Regions from separate parts of the Mus musculus genome. Here region 1 is linked to region 2. The links are chromatin contacts, called in public HiChIP or PLAC-seq maps. All regions are on one chromosome and are shown on one strand. The core of a region is the stretch at or near the end of the contact, and the rest is flanking DNA. Distances in the headings are between cores, read along the strand shown.

Region 1 (7,140 bases), core at 4,550-7,049, 1.3 Mb before region 2:
AGGGCAGGCCTTTTGTTTCTCTGGAAAGGCATTTGGAGGTTTTGTCATCCTGGAGGGGAAGCAGCCACTGTCTGTAGCTCACGCTTTCTTTCTTTGAATCCCACTGCAGAGTCATTGAGTGTTGCCGGTGGAACACGATGTCACCAGGTGAAAGAAAGACAAGTCTCTTGTCTCTCCGTAAGGTTTTAGAGAGTTGTTGATCTGACCTAGGAAGAACCCTAGGGGCTGGATCAAGAAAACAGCTCAGACTCTAGGCGAAGGCTTCATCAGTAGCAATAAAGACAAATGCCAAGCATATGCCTGCATGTGGCTTAGCCGTCCATGCTTTAGGTTATAGGCAGACAGAGTGCTGTGTGCTGAAACATCGTATAATTCAAGGGTGACCCAGGTGCTCTTAGGTAGCTGGAACAGGTGATCTAGGGGACATGAATGGTCATCTCCAGGTTACGGTCTCCTGAGCAATGGAAGACGAGAGGGCAGTGCAGAGAGAAAGGTCCCCAAATAATCACTGCCATATGCAGTTTAAAATTCAAACCCTGAAATGGTGATTTAGCCAATTTGACCTGAAGAACCAACGAAACTGGGCTTAATGAAAAGAAGTCACAGAGGTCTTTTGTCACAGTGGGAAATAAACAGACTTGAAACTCCCTTGACTTTCAAGCCATGGTCACTAGGGAGACTAAACGTGCACTCCTGGTAATCCTCCTGCCTCAGCCTCTCCACAGGGATGTCAGATGCAAGTCACCAAGCCTTGCTAACAATGTGACACTGTAGGTGGAGATCTATCTAGCTAACACCAGGTACCTTGAACCGGCCCAGTGGGAGGCAGGTGGCCTTGTGTTCTCCGTGTCCTTTCAGAGTCATGAGATCCTGGTGCAGCGGAAGATCTCTCTTTACTTTTCTGATTCTAGGGACACGTTCATTTATGGATTTACAGGCACCTATGCTGAGAAGAGATGCCAATGATAAAGGCAGGATTTCTAGTCCTCAAAGACATCTGAGCCCCCTCTTCTTTAAGTCTTATCTGTGACTCAGAGCACAAGACAGATATCAGAATATCTGAAGTATGATCAGATGTCTGAAACCCACCTTTCACAGACAGATCCAGGAACTGTGCCAATAGCTCTAGGAAGAAAAGCTAAATAGTTAATGTGGTTTATTTTTTAACCACCCCTTTGTTTTAGAATTCTATCTTATTCTTGAACTGAGTCTATGTCACTGTGACCTTCTCCTGCCAGGAAGGCACAGTTGAGGCCTCCTTCAGTAATAGCCTAGGGCTTTGGACAAGGAAGATGCTGTGCTGGCTTCTTGCCTTTCCTTCCAGTGTTTACACAACCAAGGCTTATTACATGCTCTGTCATTTTGTTACTGGGCTGGCTTTGGTCTGAGAATTAGGTAAACATCAGACATTCCATCACACAATTTCAAACTCAATCTTACTTTATAATGATGTTAATGTTTATTGTACCAAGTGGGATGCATTTGTATATTTCAGCATCTTATTTCAGTCAGAGAATGCAAAACCTGACATTGGAATCAGCTTGATGTGTGTGTGTGTGTGTGTGTGTGTGTGTGTGTGTGTGTGTGTGTGTGTGAGAGAGAGAGAGAGAGAGAGAGAGAGAGAGAGGGGGGGGGGGATTGAAGATATTAAGCACTACAAGAACATTGGAATTTCAATCTGATTAGGATCAAAATTCTGCAGGATCAAAACAGTCCTTTTCCTCCCCCTACAGTTTGACTAATTGTGCGCTACTTGACATTGTGTGAGGTTACTCCACAGCATGATAGCTAAACATGTGAAGTATATTTTGCTTTACAGAATTGTAAGGCCATTCTGTTTGTTTTTTATGTGTTTAAGGTTATTAAAAGAACTCAAAACGAGAAGGCATGTATATGTGTTAACAGTATGAACTCAATCATTGTTAGCAGGCTAAGTCATAAAGCAATAGCCAGTATGTCAATGTCAGGTAATGAAAAAAAAAAAATCACAGAATTTGAAAGCATACTGTCTCTGTTTATCATCGGCCAAGATAGCAGAAGAATTCGGAGAACCTCATGATGGTAGATGGTAGTGTAGTTTGTTTTCTAGCACTTATAAATTATTCTGGCTTCTGAAAATAAGACAAGAGTGGCTGGGACAAAAATGACATCAAGCACATGTATTGGGGATGATTGCCCCTTGGGAAGAAGTGAGCTGCCTGGCCTCAAACTCCTCTGGAATTGTGTTTCTTCAAGTTGTATATCAACATGGTGTTTTCCAAATAAGGCTCAAGGATGACAAAGTTCTTTTACAACCAGCACCAGGTTTCTGAATTTAGACCTCAATTAAGGCTCCCAAATGAGAAATCACTCCCTGCTCCGGCCCCCACCCCATCTCCTCATCCCGTCTCTCCTCTTCCTTGCCAACATGGAGGTAGGGGTAGGGTAGTGTCTTGAAAACAATATATTCATTTAAAAAATCTATACCTCTGGACTGTGGCATTCCAGAAATATATCCACTGGTCTCTTCAGAGATCTGTATTTTTTTTTTTTTTTACATTTTTTTTCCCCTGAATTCCCAGCAACAAAGAACCTGATGCTTCTGTTCAGGAAACAACATCATTTTCCTCCCCAATTAATTGAAGAGCCATCTGCTTCTGTGATACATAACACCCATTCATTCTTAGCAACAAGTGTGCTCCCCGACTCCCTGGGGAGTGATACCAAGGCACGTGCCTAGCGTTGGGAGTAGATTGCACTAGAGAGCATCCTGTGTTCAGGCTGTGCCCAGAGACACAGATGTACAGAATCTGACATTGAATTTGATTCCATATCAGTGCTGCTAATGTAGAGTTAAAAACATCATAACATAGTGCTGATCACAGAGACACTTGGGCTAGCTCCGTCTCCATCAGACTTGGAAGAGTTGAGACTGAAGAACTCATTGCACAGGACTAGATATCTGGGGTGGAGCTCTTCTCAGCTGAAACAAGAAGGGGCAAAAACTACCAGTCTGGTCTATGGGACATAAAGCCCTCACCTCGAACTGGACTATTTTCACTGGTAGCACCATGCCTGCACTGAAAGTCGGGCTTCTGAACTATGTAGAACCTTTGGAGAATGTAGCTGGTAGGGCTCCTCTTTCAGGAAGTCTCTAGGATGGCCATATGCTTGGAAGAGGGAACTTCCACCAGTCCACAGCTTCCTGGACCTTTTTATTGTGCAGAAGCAGGCTGGTGGACTCTGAGAGAAACTTGCTTGCCGAGTCTGTATGTGAGTTGTTGCTTAGACTTAACCAGAGTGTGGCTGCTCCTCCTGACTGCCATTCTACAGAAGATCTTGGTCCAGTCTGAGGCCAGGATTCCAGAGCAGGACTCAGAATGAAGACCAACCTCTTCTTTCTAGAGCCTGGAAGCTGGAGGCTCCTCTGTAGGGGCTTCCCTAGGAAGAGACTGCTGTCATCAGGTGATGATCACGTAGGTGCCCTGCCTCTGCCTTCCAGGGCTTTGCCCTAACCTAGTTTTTGTGGCTAGGCAAGCAGGCATTTTTTTTTTTTTTTTTTTTTTTTTTTAATGAGGCTCTGGCCTATTTGAACTTGTGTTCTCTATAGTTTGGAACTGAAACCACAAATTTCAAAGTGGAAATTGATGTCTAGGAAATGAAAGGGACAAGGAAGAATTTAAGACAGGTGATCTCTCTGTCTACTTGCTGTGAGTGAAAGCAACCACACAGTTCTACAAGGGTGCCTGGAGATCCCACAATGCCTCTGGGCCCAATGTTCAGCTTTCAATATAATACTAAATATCAGCTGAAATTATTTAATCTCACTTTCTCTCACTGGATGACAGTTGTTTCAGATATAGGCAAGAGACATGAAGGGGCAAGTCACCACTGAGTCCCATGAAGTCAGAGACAGGCCGACAAATGACACTGCCCAGGCTACTTCCCTAGAAGGGTACTTACAGTCCAGGTGACTGTGCCTGATGCCTTCTACATCTTCGGCATGGATGAAGTGGTAGCATCTTTTCCCTACGATGTCTACAGGGGTCAGATCCATGTAATCACTAATCCTACAAAGAGAACAACAGAGACTGGAACTCAGAGAGGAGGAGACTAGAGAGGGTGTGAAATACTGCATGAAGCTGATCTCGAAACATCTCCCTCGTGCCAAGTACCTGCGAGGATACAGCACTTTGAGCAAGTGCTGTCAGGAGAGAAGGTTATTTCTGTGGTGTATAACAACATTTTTATTAAATTTTGGATATGTTGCTAGATCAAGCAATTGTATTTAAGTAATTAGGTAGGTTTTTTCCTTGGCATCCGAATGCACATTTGGACAACGTAATTCCATGAAATTATTGAGGGACTGTAACAATGCAAGATATTCATTACAGGACAAGATAATTCAAGGTTACATAATAAAATAAAAACATGTTACGTTTATACCAAGTGATTAGAGACACCTTTCATTTAAGCAGATTGGTCTTCTGTTGGGTATTTCCATGAAAAAGGGATTCAGCTGCTGCTTGGCACGAAGTCCAAATTGGCATTTCAAGGGATATAATTTAAATGCTGAGACATACAGATGCCTAGGGTATTATCGTTTTTAGTCTCAGTCATTTGGGAGCTCAGCTTTCACTCCTGGCTCTTTTAACTGGGACTTTGTGGTAGATTCTACACTGAAAGTTTAAAACCATTTCAGCAGCTCTTCTGGGCCTGTGCTTGACAGTATGTGTGTACCAGTGCCCATAGTTAATTAAATTGTCCAGCATCCTCAGGTAGGACACAGAAATCCAGACCCAAACTATAGAACATGTGGGGAAATCTGCCTTGTTTATATAGGCATGTATAAAATGCTAATTGCTTTCTACAGCAATCATTTTGGTTGGTTAAAAAAAAAAGATTTTGTTTAACTTATTTTACTGTCCCTTTAGAAATTACTTCTGACACAGGATCTATTCAGATGTGAAACACATATTTGGAAATGTTATCTTTAAAAGACATGGGATTAGTGTTGGAGAACTGTGTCTGATTCACAAGGCAGGGAGCTAATAAGGTCTGGTAACACAAAAACATCATGGAGTTAGCTGGGCGTGGTGACACATGCTTGTCACCCCAGCACCTGGGAGGCAGAGGTTCCAAGATAGCCACAGCCACATAGTGAGACACTGTCTCAGAAAACAAAAACAACAAAAACAAATAAACAAGCACTATAAATAAATGTAAGAGTATAATTAAAATATACTCCTCAATGGGGTAAGTGGATTTCTCAATGTTTAGTGATTGAAATAATCATTTTGACCAAACTAGAATTATTAGTGAGAGAAGATTTCTTAGGAAAATGAAAATGAATTCTTGGAGCATTTGTGGTACAAAACAGATTGGTGGTTCTGTTTACTAGCTTGTTTTCCCAAGTATACATAAACAGCCACTTTCTAAAAAAAAAAAAGTTAGATGTCATTAAAAGACCCTCTTTGGTGTCTGTGAAGTCTGCCAGCTCCTGAAAGCATTAGATGTTAGCGTTGCCCTGGGCCATCCTGCAGACTGCAGAAGAATCGCCAAGGAGCAAGCTTAGTTTCTAGTTAACAATTCCCTAATTAAATAAGAAACCACAGGAAAAAGCCTCGTTCTTTGGGGAAGGCGTTCTCTTTTATTTGAATGAACACCTTCAAAAAAGAAAAAAAAAATTCGGGATCAAGCCCTTTCAGAGAACCATACATAGCCTGCTGTGGGGAATTCGACCAGCTTCAGCAGTAAAGAATAGACCAGTAAGAGCTAGGAGTGGCAGGCCAGAAGAGTAGCTATCCTTCCTGTTTCTCAGCTCCCTCACCTGTAAATCACCTCAGGCTATGGTGAGGAGGGTCATGGGTGGAGTGACATTAGCACTGTCCCCAGCTTGGCGCATGGCAGCTTTTCTGTAACCCAAACATGCCATTGCCCTTAGTAAAGGACATTTCCAGATTGCTGTCTTCATTTGGGAGAGAATGATGCATTGTATCAGCGGATGGGGTATTTTGGGGGGTAGGGTGGGGGAAGAAAAAAGCTAAGAGCAGGTCACAGACAAGAATCTCAATTGCTAGAATGGGACATTGAAAGCTTGCTAAAAAAAAAAAAAATTAGTCACTTGATCACAACAAACAGTGGTGGCGCATGCCTTTAATCTGAGCACTTGGGAGGCAGAGGCAGGCAGATTTCTGAGTTTGAGGCTAGCCTGGTCTATAGAGTGAGTTCCAGGACAGCCAGGGCTACACAGAGAAACCCTGTCTCAAAAAAAAACACAAAAAACAAAAAACAAAACAAAACAACAACAACAAAAAAACAACAACAACAACCCAAGAAAAAAGAAAAGAAAAAAAAAAAAAAGAAAAGAAAATCTGTGGCATTGGATAGGACAACCATTGGAAATTTGGCATTGGTTTTTGGAAGGTGTGGTGATGGTGGAGCTGAGCCCAGCCTGAGGTGTGATCTATTCTGGAATTGCTCTCCTTTCTGTCCCTCCATTGGTTTCCTTCTCTGTCCTGCAGCCTACTTAGAGACTAAATGGCTTTGTAAATGCTAATTGTGTTCTTCCATTGTGTGTATATATGGAAAGTTCCTCAGGGAGGTTATTCTGACTGGTTTCTTGCCATTCACCATGGCCACTAAAGAAAAATCAAAGGCTGGGAGACGGCACAGGCTATTGCTAAGTCAGGGGCTGCGACTCTTTAATTCAAACTTGCCCAGGCTGACAGGAGCAGGAGCAAGCTCTTACCTATGGAGCAGGCTGACCTGAGACTGTAGGGTGATGACTAGATACACTTGGCCAAAGTCAGAGGCCACTCCTGCCCATCCTTCTGGCTGACTTGTCTTTCCTGGTCTCCTGTGTCCTCTCCAGAACACCACTGACACACCCAAGTGTATGGTCATGGTGATGAAGACTTTATAAATGTCAACAAAACTTGAGCAGATTTAGGCATAATTACTGCATAATAAAGACAGGTACATGATGCTGTCTGCACTCCTGAGCATCGGAGGTCAGATAAATTCTTTCTTCCCATTTAGTCCCTGGCTGGAAATAGGAGACCAATCCCAAAGCAATCTCAGCTTTAGTAGCAGTTCCCAGTAGACTGGGTGGACGCAGGCGCTTTTGGCCTTCCTCTTGGCTAGGATCTGCAGAGGTTA
Region 2 (6,679 bases), core at 827-3,326:
AAAAAGCACAAAAGCATAAAGTTGAGGAACTGTGGCTGCATGTTGTGGGGGTTGGGAGGATGACAGGTTTGCCTGCGCTGGGCGGATGTTCCGCTAGCGTGGCAGTCCACACCCGCCAGTGCCCTTCTCCACCCTCAAAGCATGACTTCACTTTTCTAACACTGCCCTTAAGGAATCTGGCCTCCGTGACTTCCAGTAACCATACGTTTCACCCAGGAGGAAGCAGCGGAGAGCACTGTTAGACAAAAGGGGGGAGAATTAAACCAGGAGAAAACCCACTAAACCGCTGCCTTCTGTTTCACTCCTAGCAATTTGTGTCACTGAACAAGTCTTTTCATGTCGCTTCTCGGGAGCAGTACTTCAAGGGGTTCTAACTACTTTCCCTTCCCCCATTAAGGCCTTTCTCCTCCCTTTTACCTGAGAGCTTCTGACTTGGCTGCGTTCACACCCAACGGTCCCAGCAGAGCTCTCTGTTCATACTATGCGTCACACACACAAAAAGCAGGCAGTGAGCATCCATACTACTAATTGCTCGTGGGAAGGCCAGGCCGAATTGACCTCTTCCATCCCATATAGCTGCACGCGAGCAATATAAGCTTAAAAGACTGGGAGTAGCATGTGTGTGGTGTGGGGTAAACAAACTAATTAAACCCCGAGCTGTACCACTCCGCCTAGTGCCTGTGCCTAATGGGACCGCTGTGCCCAACTCCATAGGAGAGAAAAATCAACGCAAGCTGGCTGGAGATGTTGCTTTTCCGGCTTCCTCTGAAATATCTGTTTTAGGCTCCATCTAAACTGTTTAGGCTCCAGCAATCTTAACTAATTACAAGCAACTCAGGGGGTGCTATTCTTTCCAGTAAGACTGTATAAATAAAAACTATCAGCTCGACTGCACTGAAACACAGGACCACTCCCTGACTGTAAGCCGGCAGATTGAACAACTGAACGGGCATGTGCTTTCTCTCCCCCAGTAGCAATCAGTTGCACCAAGGAAATTCATTTCATTTCCCAAAACAAAAGGCAATGATACCCTGTTCCATACTGACCTGTTAGACTGGTTTTTAGCAAATAAAATAGTAACGATTCTTAAAAGCAAGCCCTGGATTAAACGTAAACATCGTATGTTTATCTGGAGCTTTGGAATTGAGTTGAGGTTCCGGGTCCAGAGATTTGCATTCCTAACAAGCATCAAGGCCCCTGACATTTATCCATCACACTGGGTTGGGGCTAGAGTTAAGCATGAGCCCGCGGGCGGGCGGGCGGCAGCGCCACTGGCCTTTCCAGAGTCTCTCTCCCGGGTTATCCTTGACTGTAACTGCCGCAGAGGGGAGACTTGCTCCTCTCTCAGTTACAAACCAGCCTGGAAGCAACTCCAGCTTCAGCCTCTTAACTATGGAGGACATGAATTGAAGAGATTCCACACAAATCAAAAGGCATAGATAATTTCATCTGGTTTCAGTCTTAATGTTTTTAACAAATTATTTCTTGAACATGCAAGAGAATCCCCTTTCACATACACATAAGGTTATGTCAAATGCTTATTCAGCACTCATTCCTTGCCATGAAGAATCTGAAACCCAATGGAGGTAAATACTGAATTCCGTTCTGCAAGTCACTAAATATTTCATAAATCACAGAAGCAAATGGGACCAATTAGCCCTGCCTCATAAAAAAAGAAACATATCTTTACAATGTTAAAATACAATGAACTACACATTTCAGAGCTTATTTAGGCTTTTGCAATAGAAAATTTTCTGTGCTTTTTTTTTTTAATTCATGAGAATACTAAAAATAACAGGCGGAGACGGAGCAAGAAATCTTTGCATTTTGATTTTTATGCGACTCTCACAGGCCTTTGTCTTAACACAGCAGCCTGAAAACAGAATTAGGCAAAACAACCCTTCTTTCTCCAGTCCATTTTAAGCAGACAACATCCCCCCATCCCTGCCTTAGTAGACGCCACAGACTAACCAACAAAACAGCGTCGCAATTAAGGCCCAAACGTTTAACACTCACCATCTCCTGCTCCCAACGTCGCCTTTTGATGTTTACAGCACATCTGTAGGATGCAATACTAGGAGATGCCTTGTTTGACCTGCTGCATGATGCTGTGACATCAGTTCAGATGATGCAGCTCATTATGGGAAAGGCTGCTGTTGCTATGGCAACTGGGATGTGCTAGGAATCCTTGCTGCATTTCCAGTGGAGCCTGAGACAATACAAAAGCCCTGTAAGAAGCAGACAATATGCAAAATGCAGTCCAAAGAAACAGGGCTCCTCATTGGACTAAAATCTGTAAGTTTAAAAGGGGATTTCTTAGAATAATTTTAGAAAACAAAATAAAAATTACCTCTTCGTTTGCTGCTCTACATTGAGAGAATAAAGGTGCAAGTGGAATGTCGATTCAGTACTCAGAAAATACAAACTCGTATTCATGGTTCCCTATCAGGCAATTTGATCGCTCTTCTCCCTGGCTAGTAACGATACCTCTTTAAAAGTTATTAAAAAGAGGTTTAGTTCATCTGACAAAGAGAAAAAGAACAAAGCATGGATTTTGAAACAATTTAAAATGTAATAAACAGCTGACCAAGTGAGTCTAATTCTAAAGTGCACAGACTAATAATCGTCAGAACATGGGCAAAGCCTCCGCCAGCTAGGTCTGCCCTGAGGGTGTTCTCGGGTAGACACCACCCCACAGAGCCTGCTGCTGGAGAACTCGCTACCACTTAACCTTCAGGAGCAGTGAAAAGAGGTTGGATCCTAGAGACCCTTCCCCTATCTGACAGAGAACTCTTCCTACACATGGCCAAAAGGCAAGTATCTTCTGGGGTTAAAATCTGGAACAAGTGGAAGACCTGTAGAAGTTTCTTGTGACTGCCACTCACAACCCTTGGGGTTTGTTTTGTTCTTTTTGAGGCTGTAAGACTGCCTACCAAGGAGGCTATTACTCTCTCCCCTCCCCCACTGGACCTCTGACAGGCACATTAAAACAAGACTCCAGGAGGATTTCTCCAGTTAGTGAAAGGAAAGGAAATCCAAAGAAATCAGTCCTTTCTTTCCAGTGTGAAGCATAAACAAGCATCATGTTGTGACCCTGAGGAGAGCTAACCGTGGACCAGCTACCCATCTCACTCATCTAAGGCTTGCAGGCCACTGACAGAGAAAGGCACAGCCAAGCTGACCTACATCCATTCTGTCTCTACAGCTCTGAGAAAGCACAAAATTCCGAAACCTAATACAGAATGAGACAATTATATTGTCCAATCATCTCTTAATTGTCCCATACTTCTCTTAATCAGCAGCACAGGGGGTGGTGGGGTTGGAGGGGAGGCTCTGAAGGAACTCAGGCAGCCTCCTGTAAAGAAAAACTGATAAAATCAGAAGAGGTGCCACTATCCAGCCTTCCACAGAGCAGCCCTGCCTTGGATGTGAAGTCATGATTGCTCTTGCTTTTCCTAATAAGGAACAAGGAAGGGAAGAACAAGAGTAAAACCTGTGTATACACTCAGCAGCACAACAGAGCTTGACTCCCTTATCTTAGACCACATGGTACTCACACATTGAGAGGTCAGCATGGAACCACTGCAAAGCCCAGAGCACCGACCTGGGGCTCAGGAAATCTACCAGTGATGGTATTTCCTCCGAGAGCTCCTTCTGTGTATTCAGGGTTAGTAGCCTCTCTGGGGCTCAGGGGTTTCGTCTGAGGGAGGATAGACTTAGATAATAATCATGGTTTGCTAATAATATTTAAATTTTTTTTTCCTTTATGTTACAGAGCAAAGCTGGGCTTCCTTCACTGGGGCAGGGGTGAAGAGGCCCAGAGTCAAGACTGTTGGACCCTTCTTGGCATAATTATTAACCCTGCCTGCTATAGAGTACTGCTGGCCTCCCTGAAAAACTCTTAGGCCTCCAGAAATAAATAGGGTGAAAGCCATAGAGCTAGAACAAGATTAGCCTTTGCAGAGAAGGTTCCATAAAGAGAAGAGGGCAGGCCAACAGGACAGACAGATAAAAGAGAATGTCATTTTACCCAGTCATAAGGAGAATGAAATTATGTCATTTGCAGGGAAAGTGGGAAGAACTTACAGATCATGACATTTAGCAAAATAAGTCAGCCTAAGACAGACAAATCCACATTTTCTCTCAATCACACCTGAACACAGTTTCTCAGAATGAGAAAATGTCCATAGTTTCCCTTTCCAGATTCTAGGCATGGTGAGAAAGATCAGACATCTCAGGAAATCTGACATCAAGTCAGATTTTTGACATTCTAGGCTAGCTAAACTACATCTGGATCCATAGGCAGCAGGAAGAGACAGACACTGGGACTGGCTTGGGCTTTTGAAACCTCAAAGCCCACCCTCAGTGACACACTTCCTCCCAAAAGGCCACATCTCCTAATCCTTGTCAAGCAGTGCCACTCCCTGATGACCAGGCATTCAAACATAGGAGCCTATGGGGGCCACTCTTATCAGACCACCACAAATGGCCTGTTGGAAAACAGAAGTGCCAGCATTTAGGAATGTCACTGTTAACACACTTGTGCCATTAGCACTCAATTCTAAGCTCTAGGATCAAATGTTTGGGAAACAGCCAAGGTCACCCAGTGACTGAAGAAGGCCAAGCAGACAACACCCACTGCAGAGGAGATCAAGGAAGGCTAAAGGGCAGGGGATCGTTTCAGAGGCCACACTACAGCTTTGGGCAACAAGGTACAGATACGTCACTTCTTGAGAACAGAACTATGGTCAGAGGAGGGAAGTGAAGCAAGACCCTCACACTGAAAAATTAGAGAGAAGGAAGGCCTGAAAAATAACTTGTGAGAAATCACTTTTTTCAGCGTATTGATGACTTTATTTCTTTTTCATGTGCATAGGTGCTTTGCCTACATGTATATGTGTGCACCATGTGTCTGGTGCCCACAGATACCAGAAGAGGGCATTAGATCCCCTGAAACTGTAATAACAGACAGTGGTGAGCTGGGTGCTAAGAATGGAACCTGTGTCCTCTGGAAGAGCAGTCCATGCTTTTAACTGCTGAGACAGCTCTCCAGCACACGATATCATTTTAAGTGGAATTAAAACAGCTGGATAAGTGTCTCTAACTCTGAAATGTATTGAAAAAAAAAAAGAAAAAACAAGTGGAGACCACATGACACAGCAGGTATTGTCTTTCTGCTCCTTTCAGAGATGACTTTTCACTCTCAAGAAATGAGAGTGACTATGGGTAAAACCATTTGTGAACAGACAGGACGACATGATTTTGGATTCCCTGGCATTCACCTAAAAGCCTGTACCTGTCTCCCAAGAGCTGGGATAGGGAAGAAAAAGGGATCCCAAAGTCTTCCTATCTAAAAAATGTAGCCTAATGGTGAGTGCCAGGGCCAGAGAGAAGCTCTGTCTCAGACAAATAAAGCAGAGTATATAAAGATACTTGACACTGGCCTCTGGCCTCCACATGCACTCATATGGGCAACCACGCACATGTATGTGTGCACACACATCCACATACATGCACACACACCCACATACATGTGCATACATGCATACACTCATGAATTTCTAGGCTTTTGTGTAAATACAGAGTACAGGGCATATTAGGTAGATCACCTGGGATACATGTTCTTTGTGGGAGACAACAAAGGTATTTTCTTCAGAGAAGACGGGAGAAAAGAAAAGTCAGCAGGACAGACTGTGGTGGGTCACTCACTAATACCAAAAGTCACTTTTGTAGGTACCTCCTAGTGCCACTTAGGTTGGCTGGAGACTGGTTCTAACCAGTGAATGGGAGCTAAGAGGAAGTAGTACCTTGGAAAGTGATTAAAAGTGGGTCTGCCCAGCTGAGCTGCCTTCCCAGTGCACACTCTAAGTGTTTTCTGTGTCTGTGTAATTCTATTAGATCAGTCAATTTGGTCTTCTTAAAAATAAAAGGAGAATCATTCTATTAAAAAAAAAAAAGTAAGTCTGCCTTCTCATTTCCTTCCCTTGTTGCTGGATACACAGAACCCAGTGAATCTCGAAGTCTCTAAGGGGTAGAAGAACCACACTGTGAGTATCCCTGGGTCCTGGAAGAAATGCATGGGAACAAAATACCTTCTGCTAACTATTAAATAAGCCATGGTCGTATTTAATTTTGACTATCAACTTGACTCAATTGAGAGGTGTCTAGGAGATTAATAAAGCCCACATCTGAGTATGTCTGAAGATATTACCAGAAAGAATTATTGTAACTTTAACTTTTTCAAATCTGATTTTCAATGATGGATCTTAAATGTTTTAACCTTCCTTATAACCAACCACCCACCAGAGATAGTGGAAAAGAAAGGATATGGAGGAGTGGAGGAGGCAGTGGACCTGTTTAGAAAGGTTCTTTGGAGCAACTCCTGTCTGTGTTGTCTGGAAATCAGCAGTTTAGTTCACAGGTTGGCAGGCAGCGGCAGGTCAATCCACTTGCAAATACCTCATGAATACACCAGCATTCCAGTTCAGTACAGTCCGGTTAGCAACAGAGGTGGCATGACCTAGCATAGACAGACAGCCAGGCCTCAGCCTCAGCTCTAGTCAGCAGAAGGGACCAACAGGAACACCAGAAGTTCTCAGCTGTGCCTCCCTCAGGGAAGAAAGATCAGAGAAGACTCGAGACCCACTAGCATTGTACAGCCAGCTGTACCAGCGAACCA

Evidence for each region. HiChIP or PLAC-seq counts read pairs in DNA pulled down with a chosen protein or histone mark.
Region 1: an H3K27ac HiChIP or PLAC-seq map of embryonic stem cells shows a contact between it and region 2, with 5 times the contacts expected there. The contact joins the enhancer-like site here to the promoter of Akap6 in region 2. A contact is called at or near these places in 7 of 39 promoter capture datasets (embryonic stem cells, hippocampal neurons, liver and 2 more) and 1 of 115 datasets of contacts at active chromatin or transcription factors (embryonic stem cells).

Annotation. Positions count from the first base shown.
Region 1 is chr12:54,045,675-54,052,814 of GRCm38.p6, reverse strand. It overlaps Npas3 (neuronal PAS domain protein 3), which reads right to left. Exons shown (of 12, transcript NM_001370962.1): 9 at 3,943-4,049. Among named protein-coding and RNA genes, the nearest start is that of Gm35818, 93 kb to the left of the region's middle. Within about 2 kb of position 5,799, at least 2 of the 459 cell types and tissues checked have an H3K27ac peak or open chromatin away from gene starts, as enhancers often do. A contact at or near this core is called in embryonic stem cells, where this site is marked.
Region 2 is chr12:52,694,780-52,701,458 of GRCm38.p6, reverse strand. It overlaps Akap6 (A kinase (PRKA) anchor protein 6), which reads right to left and starts at 2,076. Exons shown (of 14, transcript NM_198111.2): 1 at 2,017-2,076.